Linked DNA regions of Gossypium arboreum: region 1 is linked to region 2. A link is a contact called in public Hi-C data. All regions are on one chromosome and are shown on one strand. Each heading gives the region's core, a stretch centred on a gene start, on an enhancer-like site or on the middle of the called end of the contact. The rest is flanking DNA. Distances are from core to core; before and after follow the strand shown.

The links. Hi-C and Micro-C count contacts between places; a contact is called where the count stands out from the background.
Region 1: a contact with region 2 is called in a Hi-C map of leaf, with 3 times the contacts expected there. The contact joins the promoter of LOC108484108 here to the promoter of LOC108484118 in region 2. A contact is called at or near these places in 3 of 5 Hi-C or Micro-C datasets (all in leaf).

What each region holds. Positions count from the first base shown.
Region 1 is chr6:23,658,943-23,666,527 of ASM2569848v2, reverse strand. LOC108484108 (SH3 domain-containing protein 3) reads right to left here and starts at 2,618. Exons shown (of 10, transcript XM_017787772.2): 1 at 2,300-2,618; 2 at 1,423-1,545; 3 at 940-1,009; 4 at 658-812; 5 at 290-391; 6 at 1-165. The coding sequence starts at 2,359.
Region 2 is chr6:23,484,505-23,492,031 of ASM2569848v2, reverse strand. It overlaps LOC108484118, which reads left to right and starts at 3,152. Exons shown (of 3, transcript XM_017787788.2): 1 at 3,152-3,576; 2 at 4,064-4,830; 3 at 4,919-5,227. The coding sequence starts at 3,483. The coding sequence ends at 5,011.

The DNA of each region.
Region 1 (7,585 bases), core at 1,369-3,868, 180 kb before region 2:
CTGCTGTGCTTCAACAGCAGCCAATGCAGCAGAAGCTTCTTTACCCAGAACTGCCATATTTGCTTTCAGTTCCTGCATCTTTGCTTCAGCAGCATGCAACTTCGCAACATTTTCAGGAATTGGCGCTTCTCTTATTCTTGCTTGTCTTCTGGAAATATCTGCTGCCTGCTTGCTTATCATATTTAGTATCAGTTGTGTATTTCCGAAGACAATCTTAAGAAATTTAAACTGTTGTTTAATATATAGAAAATTACTAATGCAAGGGGTGCTGTTCTGTATGATTACTTACCAGTGCCTCAGCTTCCTGCCTCATTCGACTATAGCGTTGAGCAAGATGACGAGCATCTTCCAAAGGAGCACCAGCACTCATTGCTCTCAAGGGATCCAAAACCTTACGTATTTTGAAATAGAAGGGTCATGTTTCTAATCAGCACTAGTTATTCTCAATAAAATGTAACAAAAGCATGCAACAGGACAAAGGACATACAAATTCTTTGAATGCATACAAAAACATAGTCTGGTAACATTTAGCAAGGAATACAACGAAAGCATCATACTCATTTTGGATTGAATGTGTTTACAAGTACATAACTAAAAATTTATTTTATGATGTGATGAAAAGAGTCTTTCAAAACACAACATCCGATAAATGTCAACCTGTTGGGATAGCAACTTAATCAAATCTTCTTGCTCCTTCTCTACATGTTTACAACCATCACCATAAATAGCTGCAGCTTTGGCAAGAACATTTTCGTTGATGTTTTCACTGTTTTCAGTTCCATATCGGCAGCATTCTTCAGAGAACTTGGTTCCTGATTATCATAAAGATTAAGAACCATAAAGATAAAGCTTTATCTTCACAATATATGTTATTTATTTCAATCGCACAAAATTCATGTCAGAACAACAAAATTAAAAAGGTATGAATTAATGCTGCACCTGTTTCAATATGCTTATACCCGATGGCTGTAAATGCTTCTGCAGCTTTAATAACTTCTTTTTGAAAATCCTGAAAGGAAGAGCGGTAAATTCGTTAAGCAAGCACTCCATGGGTATTAAACTTGCAGTAAATATAAAAGAAAATTAAGAGAAATTAGTTTTTATGAAAGTTAGGCAAATTGAGAAACTAAATATCAGAATATAGTACAGCCATTAGTAGCTCTCATAATAAATTTTGTTCCTCCAACCAGGCGCACTCGCAGAGTAACTGTTACCTTTGAAATTTTATTTAGTTAAAATGACACCAAAGGGATTTAACTGAAGTACTTAACTGTAACTCAAGTAGATAGGATGCACTAAAGTTACATACTGAAAATGGCTTCATTTGTGAAGATATGAATAACATGGATTCACAGAGAACAAAGCAATATGACAGGATTATCAAATTAAGTTTCACAAATTTATGATGGAAATGTTGTTTACCCTAGCTGAACGAGTGGACTTGTACAATTTGTCCAGTTGTTGATGCCTTTGCATCTCAATCTCGTCAATAACTACAACATCTGAGCTCTCATAACCAGTTCCACTGAATTGCTTTATTACGGCCTGCAAAAAAAATTCTTTTAACTCAATAGGAGAAGACATTGATCATCTGAAGAAAAATGCAACTAGCAAAACTAACATAAACATAAGAATTAAGGGTAACTTGTCAGGACTCAATTAAAACAAAATTAGCCCAGTTAGAATAAGATAGGATGATATTGTTTTCGAGTAAATGATCCTAACAAGGTAAACCAAATGAATGACATCCATGCCCATGTTTAAACCAAATGCAAAAACACTTGCAAAGATAAAAGCCAATCAATCAACACTTGGAAGCACTTGAGATCTTACTGATTACTCAACTTTCAGGTAAAGGATGAAGCTTTGCAATAACAAAAGCTTCTGGAAACTCTGCATCTACTCTTTTCCCTATGTTAGAAAATGTAGGGCAATCTAATGGTAGGTACAGTTTTTTGAGAATATAGCAGAAAACAAACTCAAAGGACATGGAACTAGCTAATTTACCTAAAAAAGAATGATTCGTCTTTGATGATTATAAATTACAATTTAACGTTTAGAATTAACTCCACAATTAAATATTTAATTCTTGAAACATATACATTAGGCCCCCAAACTTCTAGAAGTCAAAGTAATTAAACAAATCTAATTCTGTAATCCAAGACTAAATAAAATCTTTGCTTTCATTTTCCCAGATTTCCTCCATTATCCTGACAACCAAATCAACAGAACTCGGTTCTCATTAAACCCAGGAAAATAAATTAAAAGAGAGAGGAGTGAAGGGTTGTGATGAAATTGCCTGCTGTTGCTTGGCAACTTGTTCTCTGAGCTTGCTGGCTTGCCTTCTAAAAGCATCCATTGCTGCCTCTTCTAGTTCTACCTCCACTCAACACAACGAAACAGATTTACAGAAAGAAAAAAGTACTAGTTTCTTGAAATTTGGATTTTATTTTATCGATTGATCGACTTAGCAGATCTGGCAGCTGGCTGGCTACGTTTGAGTGACCAAAGCCTTCGATTACCTCACTGTCGTCTCGTAATTTTTGTTTTTTTCGGGTTGATGCAATAATTAATGGGCTGCTTAATTTAGGATAGCTCTGAGCCAACCTATATTTCTTTGTCGGCCTTCAGCTCAGCTAAATTTGCTGGACTGGACTTTTATCATTTCAGCCCACTAAATTTTAAATAATCATTCAAATATTTATCATTTCATTGCAATCAATTTCTTAAAAACAATAATATAAACTTGTTAAAAATATTTAATTGATATTTGAATTTTATTTTGTATTTACTTGTATTTCGTTACGCATTGCTCTTAATTTGTTAACAACATTAATTTTTAAGGATTAGCATGTGCTTTGTCCCATGAACTTATCCAAAAATAATTAGTTGATACCTAAATGTTCAAAAATACCTAATTGATACTTGAACTTCTCTAAAAATTATACTTTTTAAATTAATTTATATTTTTAAAATAATTATATATATTTTTTAATTTATATCCTCACGTGTCATACAAAGAGGTTATCACGTGTCACTATAGGATTAGTCATTAACACCACATCAATACAAGCTAACAGCTTTAATGTAAAGGTACCAATTTGGATGACAGGATATTAATTTAGATACCAATTAGGTAAAAAAAAAAGAAAATACCAACTAATTACTTTTAAACAAGTTTAAGGATAAATTACTTATTAACTTTTAAAAAATTCAATTAAATCTTTAATTGGATGGAAATTGACTAATGTTGCTGAGGGTAAGAAAAAGTTGGTGGGAAAGACATTGGCTCATACAGTGGAGGGACGTCGTGCAGAGAACCTAGTTGCTTGGTTTCTTTTAGGGCCTAATGGAGGATGGTCAAGGGTTAGTTCCTTTAGTGTGAGCTTCGCTTGCTCTTACGAGGGTAATTATAGATGGACAGTAGTCTTGGGTTTGGACACGTGTTTGTAGATCTTAGGACATGGTGGACCCTTATTACATCTACGGTGTCTTTTTACAAGGCTGACAACATGATTTGATGTTATGTAAGTATAAGTTGTTGGAAAAATTCGATCTAAAGATCAAGTTTTTGCAAAATAGAATTTTTTTTTTTAAATGGAATTATTTATAACAATAAATTTTACCAAACTTAGTACATGTGCTTTTGACTAAATGGTTTAATTGTTTCTCAGCTTTCAACTAACATAATTTTTTTTTGTTATTTTCAAATCCTCGATTTATTTAAAGAGTAAACTCTAATCACATGAATTAATCACACACAATGAAAATTATTAATTTTTTTATGGGAAAATTTAATTCTCTCTATAAGCTAGAAACCAAACACAATTTCTCACGAAAAAAAATTTACTTTATAAATAAATCGCACTAAATTCTAACAGAGTAACTATGCTCAATAGTTGTCTATTTTAACCAAACTCATAGTCCTTACTTATAAGAAAAACTCACAAGATTTCTTGTTAAACAAGAGAGGTAACGAATCAATAATGTTTTAATAGAAAATACATATAGTCCCATTAAGATTATGCTATAGGCGGCATCCATTTCTGGGAACTAGGATTGTTCCCCGTTACATGTCTAATGAGCTTATTGGGCATGTCTTATGTACTAGATACAATTATACATGTTTTCTAATATTTAAACCAACTCATATAAATCATCCAACTCGATAACCAATTTTTCATTCTTAAAATATTATTTACTTATTTATTTAACTAATTCAATTTCCTAAATTATTTTTCAATCTAATTCTAATTTCATTATATTTATAGCGACTTTATCGTACTAAAATCTATAAGTAACTATAATGTCCTATTTAATAAAATGAGATGACTAATTAATTTAATTTTCATTTCAATTCCAGTTATTTAATTATAATCAATTAAATAATAATTGATGAAATTAATTTAATCTCTAAGTTATTTCTTGTACTTAATGAGAAAATACATTCGCTACAAATAATGATACATATGAACTATTTCACTACTCGTTGTTTTCATTCATTCAACATATTGGTTCAAATGCAATATGTAAGAGGTCGTGTTAAGCTAAAAGATGGACTGATTGGACATATATAATTAAGGCTCAAATAATTTGTAATTAAGTTTCGACTCTTCGTCTATTAATTGCAACATTGTTTAGTGATGGAGTCAATCCATTAATAATACCATGACTAAACTCTCTCTTATTATATAACATTACGAAAGCAACTTATTTTTTACTTGTCCGATGATCTTGTCATATGTGTGTTACCTTTATAGGATCTCCCTAATCTCTTTGCATTAATTCCATTCACCCAACATGATCATATTTTATTTCATGGTAACTATTACATCTTCCTTCATGAAAAAGTCAATTACTAACACATAGTAATTAAATAATTTGTCCTAGACAAATGACTCATTGTCATGTTACTTTTCCATCAACCATGTAATTCCGATGAGAGAATACCAGTTACCCTTTCTTGGGCTATGAATAATGAAGTCATGCCCTGCAAAAGTCGTATACCCAACATACCAACTTTCGGCCCTATTACCAATTGAACTCAAGCTTTCAATACATCAAAATATACGAGTCACACACGCATGGTTAGCCACTTATCTCACTTACTTAGGATTGAGGAAAGTCACACCATGAACGTCACAAGTAAATAAATCCATAAACGGATCTAAGATAACTTCAACTTGGTCATGTCTGATATATTATCAATCTACACAATCACATTTATGTCTCTATCTTCTGTGAGTCATCCACTTCGATACATAAGACAAATCTCCCTAATTAGACTTGATAGACATCATAATAGTCCCTTGAATCAATTTGCTCAATTTTGATTCTTCTTACTATGGACCTTTTAGATTAATTACTAATATAAGTTATTTTCTCACATTATGATTAAACCACATGATGCAACTTAATATTAATTAAAAGTTAGGTAACCAATGAACTAATATATGCTTATACATTTTGCTTTACATGCAAAAACCATTGTGGAGAAACACAAAAGATAATAATGTGAATGATGGAATTTTATTAAATCAATCTGTTCAAAAATTACAAGCATATACAACGAAACAACTACACTAAGAGCACTAGATCCTAATTAGTCTCCTATTTGCCCTTGTAACACCCCAAACCTGACCTAAACGTCTGATCGAATTTGAAGTGTCAAATTGGTCATCAAAGTGACCCACTCAATTAAGCATTCAATTATTACAAATTAAACATAAAAAATACAAATAATGAATCGATTAACAAAAATTATGCTTATTAAAAATATTAAATTTAATTAACACAACTCAGTCAAAACCTCGTCAATTAACCAATATAAAAAAACGACTAACTAATCTGGTGGACTTTAGTACATGTCAATGCTAAGCTAAGTGAAAACCGTCTTTACATAATATGGAATTGTGGAGACTCTTTGGAGATGTTGTTCAATCATGAACCCAGGAACTCTTCGGTCCAAGTATCACATGCGCACAAATTAAAAATTCGACCGTTGAACTTTTTATAACTTAGTGGAGATCCAATACATTTTAAACTACCAATGTGTATAGTTAAAATAAAATCATTCTCATCAAATACAAATACATATATTTATGCAATAACTCAAGAAGTGAAAGTCAAATTCAATAGCAATTTTCAAAAACAAATTACAATCATAAATCAACCACAAAATAACATTTAAAATAACAATGACATCACATATAAAAAAGAATAATTACATGTTATTATTTACTATCATAAAAGATTAGCCCAAATTAAAAGTGATATAATTTGATTAATGTTTATTAGGCTTCAATTAATAAATAAAATATGGATCAAATATGTGTAGATACTCTAGTAACTAATTTCTAATTGATGATGGGTTGATTAGAAATTAAAGCTAATATGTAAAAGTTATATATTAGGGTTATAGTCCCCAAATTATACATACGTAACTTTTTTAACATCCCATCTTTAGAGATCTTTAGAAAAGAGAGAGTCACCTTCTCTAAATTACTTGTGTGCTAATTTAGAAGATTAAAACCACAAAATTCGAATATTCTAATAAATCAATGGATTCATGTATGTTTCTGCATCTAGTTTTGTTCTTGATTTATTTTTGATAATTTTACATGATGATCCTAATTTATTAAAATTTTATATTAAATATTTTTCTTACGGTTCTTATAAGTGGTATCGAGTCTGATCATGTCAAATTATTGAGAATGAGTTATTTTTATTATATATGGAATAATTCATTCTTGATTTTATGGATTTGGTGTTCCAATTATAAAGATATTAATTTTTTTAGGGTTTATGTTAAAATTTTAGGGTTTTATGAATATAGATTGATTGTATATTCATAATTGAATATATTATCAATTTGAGCATAATTACTATGGCTAAGAATCTCTTTGAAAATTTATTTGATTGCTTTGTTAATATGATTGTTTCAAATTGTTGCTTCCGACTTGAAAATGGTTGTTCATTAATCTATATTTTTTCTCCATTACATGATTGAAAACTTTAGGGTTCCTGCATTAGGGTTGCTCTATCGTCTAATTTTGAGATAATTGATGAGTATTTTTAAGGAATGAGAGAAAAGAATTTGAAAGATACCAGTAAGAACAATATCTATTAAGATATTTAATTCTATGTTGTTCGACTAAGAATGTTTTGTGTTCTTTTTTTTTCTTAATTTTAATTTTCAATGATCTCTGATTTTAATTTTTCAAAAAATAAAGTAATGATCTCTTATGATTCCATCGTTTATAGATTTAGAGTTGGTCACTTTTTAATTTCCGTACAATTGGAAATATTTACAGTTTTAATTGAGAATTAGAATTTAAGAGAATAATGCATGATTTTATTTTGCATGAATTGAGATTGGTTTTAACCGTATGATTATAAACTTTGGTCGAATTGATTTGATGGGCATTGTTTTGATGCAAATTAATGTTGATCATGATATGTGTTTAAAGAATTTGGTTTTAAGTTTGGTTCTATAATATTTAGTTTTGATATTTTATGGTTTCAAATATTTGGTTAGATTATAATGATATGATCTATAGTTTGAATCGTGGGATATGCCAATTAT
Region 2 (7,527 bases), core at 1,903-4,402:
TTTTTATCACTTTAATGAGAGTTTAATGGGATTATAAATATCCATTATTAGTGTATTTACAACAACCTCTAATTTCCTTTTAGAACTTTTTAAGAGTGAAAATAGGGATGGGTTATTTTTATTCAATACCAGAGTGGGTTAAGTACTTTAAAAATCATATGTTTTAACTTTAAATTTATTATAATATTATTTTGGGTAAACTATTAAAATAGTCACTTTTGGTTTCTTCAAATTACATTTTAGTCACTTATGTTTGAAATGTTACATTTTAGTTACTTATGTTATCATGTTGTAACATTTTAGTCATTAAATGTTTGAGCAATTTTTTTTCCTTTTACATTAAAAGAGATGGAGAAGGGAGAAAATAGAGGGAGAAGCAGAAGAGAATGAAAATAAAGAAGAAAAAAAAAAGTTAAAAGAATATAAAAGAAAAAATTTGCTCAAAACGAAAAAAATATGGGGACCAATTGTATAATTTAACATAAATTTTTTTGTTTGAAATGATGATTTAGCGTATCACGTTAGTGTACCATTATACCGTTAATGACAATTAACGGCCCAGTGACTAAAATGTTAAAACCCATTAACATAAGTGATTAAAACATAATATTTTAAACATAAGTGACTAAAATATAACTTAAGGAAACAAAATGACTATTTTAACAATTTACCCTATTATTTAAAAAATTCTCCTCATAATATTCGGTATTTCATAATTATATTTAATTAAATTAGTTTGGAGTTAATTCTCGAAATAAAGTTAATTAAATCTTAAATTCAATGAATGTAGTAAAAGAGAAAAGCAAAGCTATTTCCTTTCTCTAGTTTATTTTATTTTATTCTACAAATTCAAATCCCTCCTCAACTGCTTTCCGGAAATATATTAATATATCATTTCATACTTAAATCTAGCTTTAACATTTTATTTGGTATTTAAGTTTAATTTTAATATTTAATTTGATACTTAAATTAAAAACATCATGTAATTTAATAAATATTCGATACTTAAATTTTGGTATAAAAATATAGGTACGTAAATATTAAATTAAATATTTAAACCAAATTTAAGCATTTAAATGAGATAAAAAATTAAATATCAAATTAAAAATTAAAATTAAACTCAAATACTAAATTTTAAAAATTTAAATACCGAAAAGATTTGTCCCTAATTTATATTATATAAATTTTAATGAGTTTTTCATCAAAAAAAAAAAATTAATGAGTTTGGTATTGGGATCTAGACATATCTGCTGCCGACTAAATACTGCCAATAGAATAATCTGAAAAACCACGTGGCTTCCCTCATTCAAATCCCATCTTAATCAACACATAAAATTTTCATCATCCGCTTGGCAAATCCCGCACCACTCTTCCCATCTCTTTTTATTTATTTCACTAAAATCAAATTTGCACACTTCTAAAACAACTCTATGGACATGTTAAGTAAATAAAAATTATATTTAAATTTTTAGTTTGGGTGAAATTTTGAATAATTACGGGATTAAGTTGAAATAATGAAAATGTTTTTAGTTGGAAGTGTTATTTTTCAATACGTTGAAAATATTGTCAGTTATAAATTCGTTGAAAACATTTTTAAGTGGAAGTATTTTCATTATTTCAACCTAATACTATAATTTTAAAATTACAGCCAAATCTGATAATTTTAAAAAAAACTGTATTTTGGAGAAATTTGCTCATATAGTTTTGAATTGTGTCTCTCAATAATTTTTTTATTATGTTAAAGTGAAAGAAAGTTTAATGAAAACATTACTTATTATTTTATTTGGATCCTTAACGTTAATTAAAAATGAAAAGGAAGTAATTTTAACAAATGTTTTTATTAAACAATGGAAAAAGAAAGAAATTATTAATTATCATATTTTTACAATTATATACATTAAAAAGAAAAGACAGAAAAATAATAGAAAATAAATATAATATGTCAACAATTTACTATATAAATGATTAAATATGTAGATAAAAATAAAATCAGTGAAAAAACATACTTGTGAAGAATTCATTGGAACAATAGAGAAAATCAAGTAGTAAGAAAGAGGTAATAGACTTTTTTTATAAAAATAATATTAAAAAATTAATTAATTATAAAAATAGGGTCAAGAACAAATTATTGCAAAAATGTGGTGTTTGTCATAGTAACTTTGGGTGCCACCTGATATATTGATGACACTAGTACATTTTAAAAAAGAGTCTGATAAAAAAAATACTGAAAAAATGAAAATAAAATGTTGGTTTGTGATTTAAACACCAGACAACAACCTTTTCTCTGTATTTAATGCCTTAATGCCTTTTTCCTTGCATTTAACCCCTAAAATCATAACTTTTTTTTTATTTAATCAAATGGATGCAATTAAAAGAAATATTTTTTATTTGACAAATTAACAACACCAATTAAAATTTCTTTTTCATTTATTTAACTTTTCTTTCTCCTGAAAACTTTTTTAAAAAAGTTCATTGGTGCTACCAATGTGTCAAGCAGCACCCAAAGTTAGCGAACACTCCAATTTCGTAATTAATTTTATTCTTACCCTCTTTTTGTAATTAATTAAAATTTTAATATTATTTTTATAAAAACCCGAGGCAATAGTTTTTTAATGTTTAATTAATAGATTAATACTTTAAACCAATTTAAAATAAGTTTAATTTTGTCTTAATATTTTTTAACTTTCAAGAGAAAATTAAATTTTAGAGAAAGTAAATAAAATATGACATACTAATTGATCTCTTGCTAAAATGAGTGAATTTTATATTTGAACCTTTCATAAAATAAATAATCTTTGGTAATGTCTAAAACTACTCATAGTCTCTCCTCAAGTCATAACTAATAGAATAATACATTTCAAATCTTTCGAACCCACATCCTCATACATCAATAATAATGATTATAACAATCGAATCCATTATTACATCTCCTAAAACTTAATAAATTTATGAGGATCCTATTACACAAAATATTGAATTTTATTCTTGTCCAATTCCAATTCCAATTCGGAATGTCTGTAAATGTAGAATAAAATAAGAATATTTTGCATTTAACATATATATTTGTTTTATTTCTTGAAATGTTAAACATTCCTTAGACAAAATAAGTATGTGGCTATAAATGAAAAACATAAATGATGACAAAATTAAAACAAGAACACCCCCCCCCCCCCCCAACGCCATAAATATAAAAAGGCCATCCACTCTCAAAGTGAATTCAAACGGATTAAGGCAGAAGGAGCGGTTCTTTGAAGGGGATTGATTCACCCTTTGGCTTTTTCTACTCATTTCTCAATGTACTGTCACTAAATATTACCCACTTCTACTACGGTCTTTTCTTCTGTTTTGCCAATACAGCTAGGTTTTCCTTTACCAGTGACCGTCTAGTAGTGGGCAGTAGCCAAATAAGCAAGTAGAGAGAAGGCTGAAGGGGACACACACCCCACACAAGATTTGGTACAAAGGGAGGAAGGGAGTCAGTCATGCCATCAGGTGCTAAGAAGAGAAAAGCTGCCAAGAAAAAGAAAGAGCAAGCGGTCAACAACATCAATCCTTCGACTATCAACAATCCACTTGGTACTTTTTGCTTTTTTTCTTTTAATTTCTGTTTCGGGTTTTGGGTTTTGTTTTTTGATGGGTTTTATTTATTTTATAACTTCTTTTTAATTGAATCGTACTTGGTTCTGTATATGCATGCATCATTCAGTTCTTTATTTGATTTGTTGGAGTTCTATAGTTAAACAAATCAGGTTGGTATGTAATGTTAATTTCTAGTTCCTGCCCTTAATTAATTGATGTGGTTGCTTTTCAAAGGGTTTGCCCTCCTTTAATCACTTACAGTTTATTTTGTTTTAGGGTCTTGTGGTGATTTTTAGCGTGTCCTGTATTTTACTTAATTTTTTACCAGAATCCTTGTTATTGGAAGAACTTGTCTATACATTTCGAGTTATAGTGCATTTCCTTTCTAGTATTTGACTATTTTGGTCCTGTTTAGAGGGGATTGGTGAATTTGTTGTTTGCATATTGGTTTGGAATTGTTATGATGTTTATCTAATGGTTCTAGGAAATGATGATCCGAGAAGCCAAGATGAAAGGGACAGTGATGGCGGTGATGCTGGTTCCCCTGCATCTCATGATGGCCACAATCACCAGCATTCATTTGGTCAGGGCGGAGATGAAGAGAGATCACAATCACATCTAACTGAGGAGAAGTCTGTGGAAGAAGCCGCTAAAGATGCAAAGAGCACCGAGAGATCGGGATTGGATGATGTTGATGTTAAAATTGTAAAAGAGTGGGAACCAAACAAGGATCTTGAGAGCACACATGTTTCAATTCAGCATGTTGATCGTGATAAGAGCTCTAGTACCAGCAGCAACAGTAGTTCAGATGACGAATCTCAAGCCTTTGAGAAGAAGTCAAATGAAGAAACCTGTAATCTTGGTTCTGATGCGGCCTCGTATAGTACCGAGGATAAGTCAGCTACTGTTTTGTCTGAAGAAGTTCTGAAGGTTGCTGAAAATAACACACTTGAGAATGCTGATAGTAATTCTGCAGTGGAGACTGTTGCTGTTGACAATTTGGTAAAGAACATGTCATCTGTGCCAGAGGAGGTGGAATTTTCTGCAAAGAATTCAGTACCTGATGTAGTTGAATCAGGGTTGAAGGAGAATGAAGAGAAATTATTGCCTTCATCAAATGGGGTTTCAGGGGTTGAATTGGAAGGAGTTGAAGGAAAAAATTTCCCATCCTCCGGTATTCCTACTGCTGAAACTAGCAATGTTGCTGAAAAAAACCATGCATCCGGGCCCCATGGTTATCCTGAAAAGCAGGTATATCTTCTTCCTATTCTTTTCTACAACTGTGAGTTTGAATATTCTTTATTTAATTTGACTGGATATTTGCTGCATTGGTTCGCAGCCTCTTGTTGCTCCTACTCCACCACCAGTGCAAAGAACCTCATGGTTAAGTTGCTGCGGATTGTTTGAAGTTTTTACTGGTTCTGGGAGATAAATTGAAGGCTTGGGTTATCCATAAAGTTAAAAGATCAATTTTATACTTTCCTTTATAGTTTGCAGTACTGCTAATTGAGATATACTAAGTAGCTCATATAGTTTGTGCATGTGTGGGTGTACGAGAATGCTTGGACTATGAAACTTGAACTTGAGATCTGGAACTTATTGTTTGTCATTTGATTGTTTTATCAGTTATCTGGTATTCTTTTTCCAATCTGCAATGACCTTGCTTTTAACCTCGTTATCATTTTCTTTCTTTACGGATTCATTTCTTAAAGCCTACAACTATTCATGAATAATTTCTGGTTGATCCAGATAGCTTGATGAATGATGAGAAGGATGAAAGGCCTTATGGTGGTCTGTTTAATTGTCTCTCTGGTTAATCGTGTTGTGTAGTACACTGTTTGCCCATTAATATTTTCATTTTCATCTCATATCATCTGGAGAACTTTTTAAAAGTTTGCTTTCATGTAATGTTGGAGGCTATATGTAAGTCCATTTTCTTCCTTGTTGGACTAAGAGTCATGTGCCAATGGCAATTGTGGCATCCATTTACTGAATGAGCCCCTTATATTTATTTTGTCTTTGGAATAGTTGGTTTGGTTAAATTGGTGATCAGTTAACCAGAATATTAGGGGCTTGAAAATTTCAACTGGGATGGCACCGGATTTTATAATATTAGTTTAGTTGTCTTTAATTTTCTGGGTACTTGATTTTGTTTTGTATTTTCAGCTCCCCCTGTTTAAACATATGTTAATTGAAAGTCCCAAGTTCTGACCAATTTTTCATGAAGTATTCATGTCCAATTCATATATGGGCAATTTGGACTATGACCCTCCAGTAACTCTTCAAATACATGAAAGATATAATACCATCCAACGCTCACTCCCTAATCTAAGGACATAGCTTTTGGGGACAGTCTTTCTAATTTCTTGTGTCTAATTATTTGTTGGTTTTTCTTTCACTACTTTAATTAGTGTGCAACTACGTAGCTAGCTGTTTTCTGTGAAAAATACCCTGATGGATATTATTTTGTGGTGCCCAATACTGATCTCTTGTGCCATTCTGAACATCAATATATGTCACTCAAAAATAATGAACAGACCTAGTTAGGAAAACAGCTCCAAGGCTTTGTAGTAGTGATAATGCTGATGCTGATAGTAGCTGCTAGCTGGTCGTACGTAAGTGGGTTGGCTTGAGTGTGGTAATTTCCTTAAAAGATGCTACAAGGTTTTTCTTTTTGGCCATTTGTTTAGAGGGAAGGGAGTCTAGGGTTAAAATCATGGCAAGTCTGTTGTCACTGTAGTGGCTTAGTTGATTATGCTACAAGGTCTGTGAGAGTAATTTCAACAAAATTCATAGAAAACAAACTTGAACTAAACTCTCATACATAAATCTAGGATTATTTCACCTTTATTTCCTGTTCAATGTATTGTTAATCTAGATAACTGCATTTATGTTTTTATCTTTGCAATCAATCCGGCTTCGATAGGCAAGACAAACAATCTCTCTAATTGGATTTAAACGTAATAGTTTTAATACAAGTCACTTGCTGATTAGGAATACATGAACTATATAAATTACGTCCTAATATAAGTTATATTGCATTCCAAAACATTCTTTCTTAAAGATAACTTTTAGATAATAAGTGAGTTAATATTTGATTAAAACCATTTATTTTTCATACAAAACCATTTAAGACGTCCATACTAATAAATATTGATTAAACGTTTGGAAATTTTATTAATTCAAACAATTGAAACATTATATAGTAATTTATAGCAAAATTACTACATCAATATATCGTATTTAACATTATAAGATTATGTACATTTGGGAGTTAGTTCTTTTACTTTTATTTTTAAAAATTTAGTCTCTTAATTATTTAGATTTAAAAATCTGGTTAAAATGTTAATAGCGATAAAATTTTTCTGTTAAATTTATCGGTGTAATAATTTAAGAAATAAAAGAAAAAGGCTTATTTGACAACAATGTAAATAGAAAAATAACACGGTAATGAATCGAAATAACAAAAGAATTTTAACAATGTTAATAATTATAGTTAACTAAATTTGAAATGGAAAAAAATAAATAAAAAGCCTGTGAGATATTGATATCCACATTTTTGCTTAATTGATTCCATACCAGAGAAATTTGTTGCCGATGGAGTTTTCAGAGTCTTAATTTTCATGGTAGCTCCATTACCCTCGTAAATAAAGTAAAATAGAAATAAAAGTATTTTGGGTGTGGTTGGATGAAAGTATAATTATTTTTATTTTTTGTGATTATAATGAATTTTCTTAGGTATAAATTGACTATAAATTTTAATTCAAAAATATTAATTGTTATAAGAAATATCAAGAATACCTTAAAAATTCTTTGAATTAAAATCAATACAACATGTTACGATTATTAATAAGATTAACAAAATATTTAATTTTATCTAATTACTCTATCCTTTTATATTTATTCTCTAACACTAGACATTATAAAACACTTCCTTTTCTCCCTCTT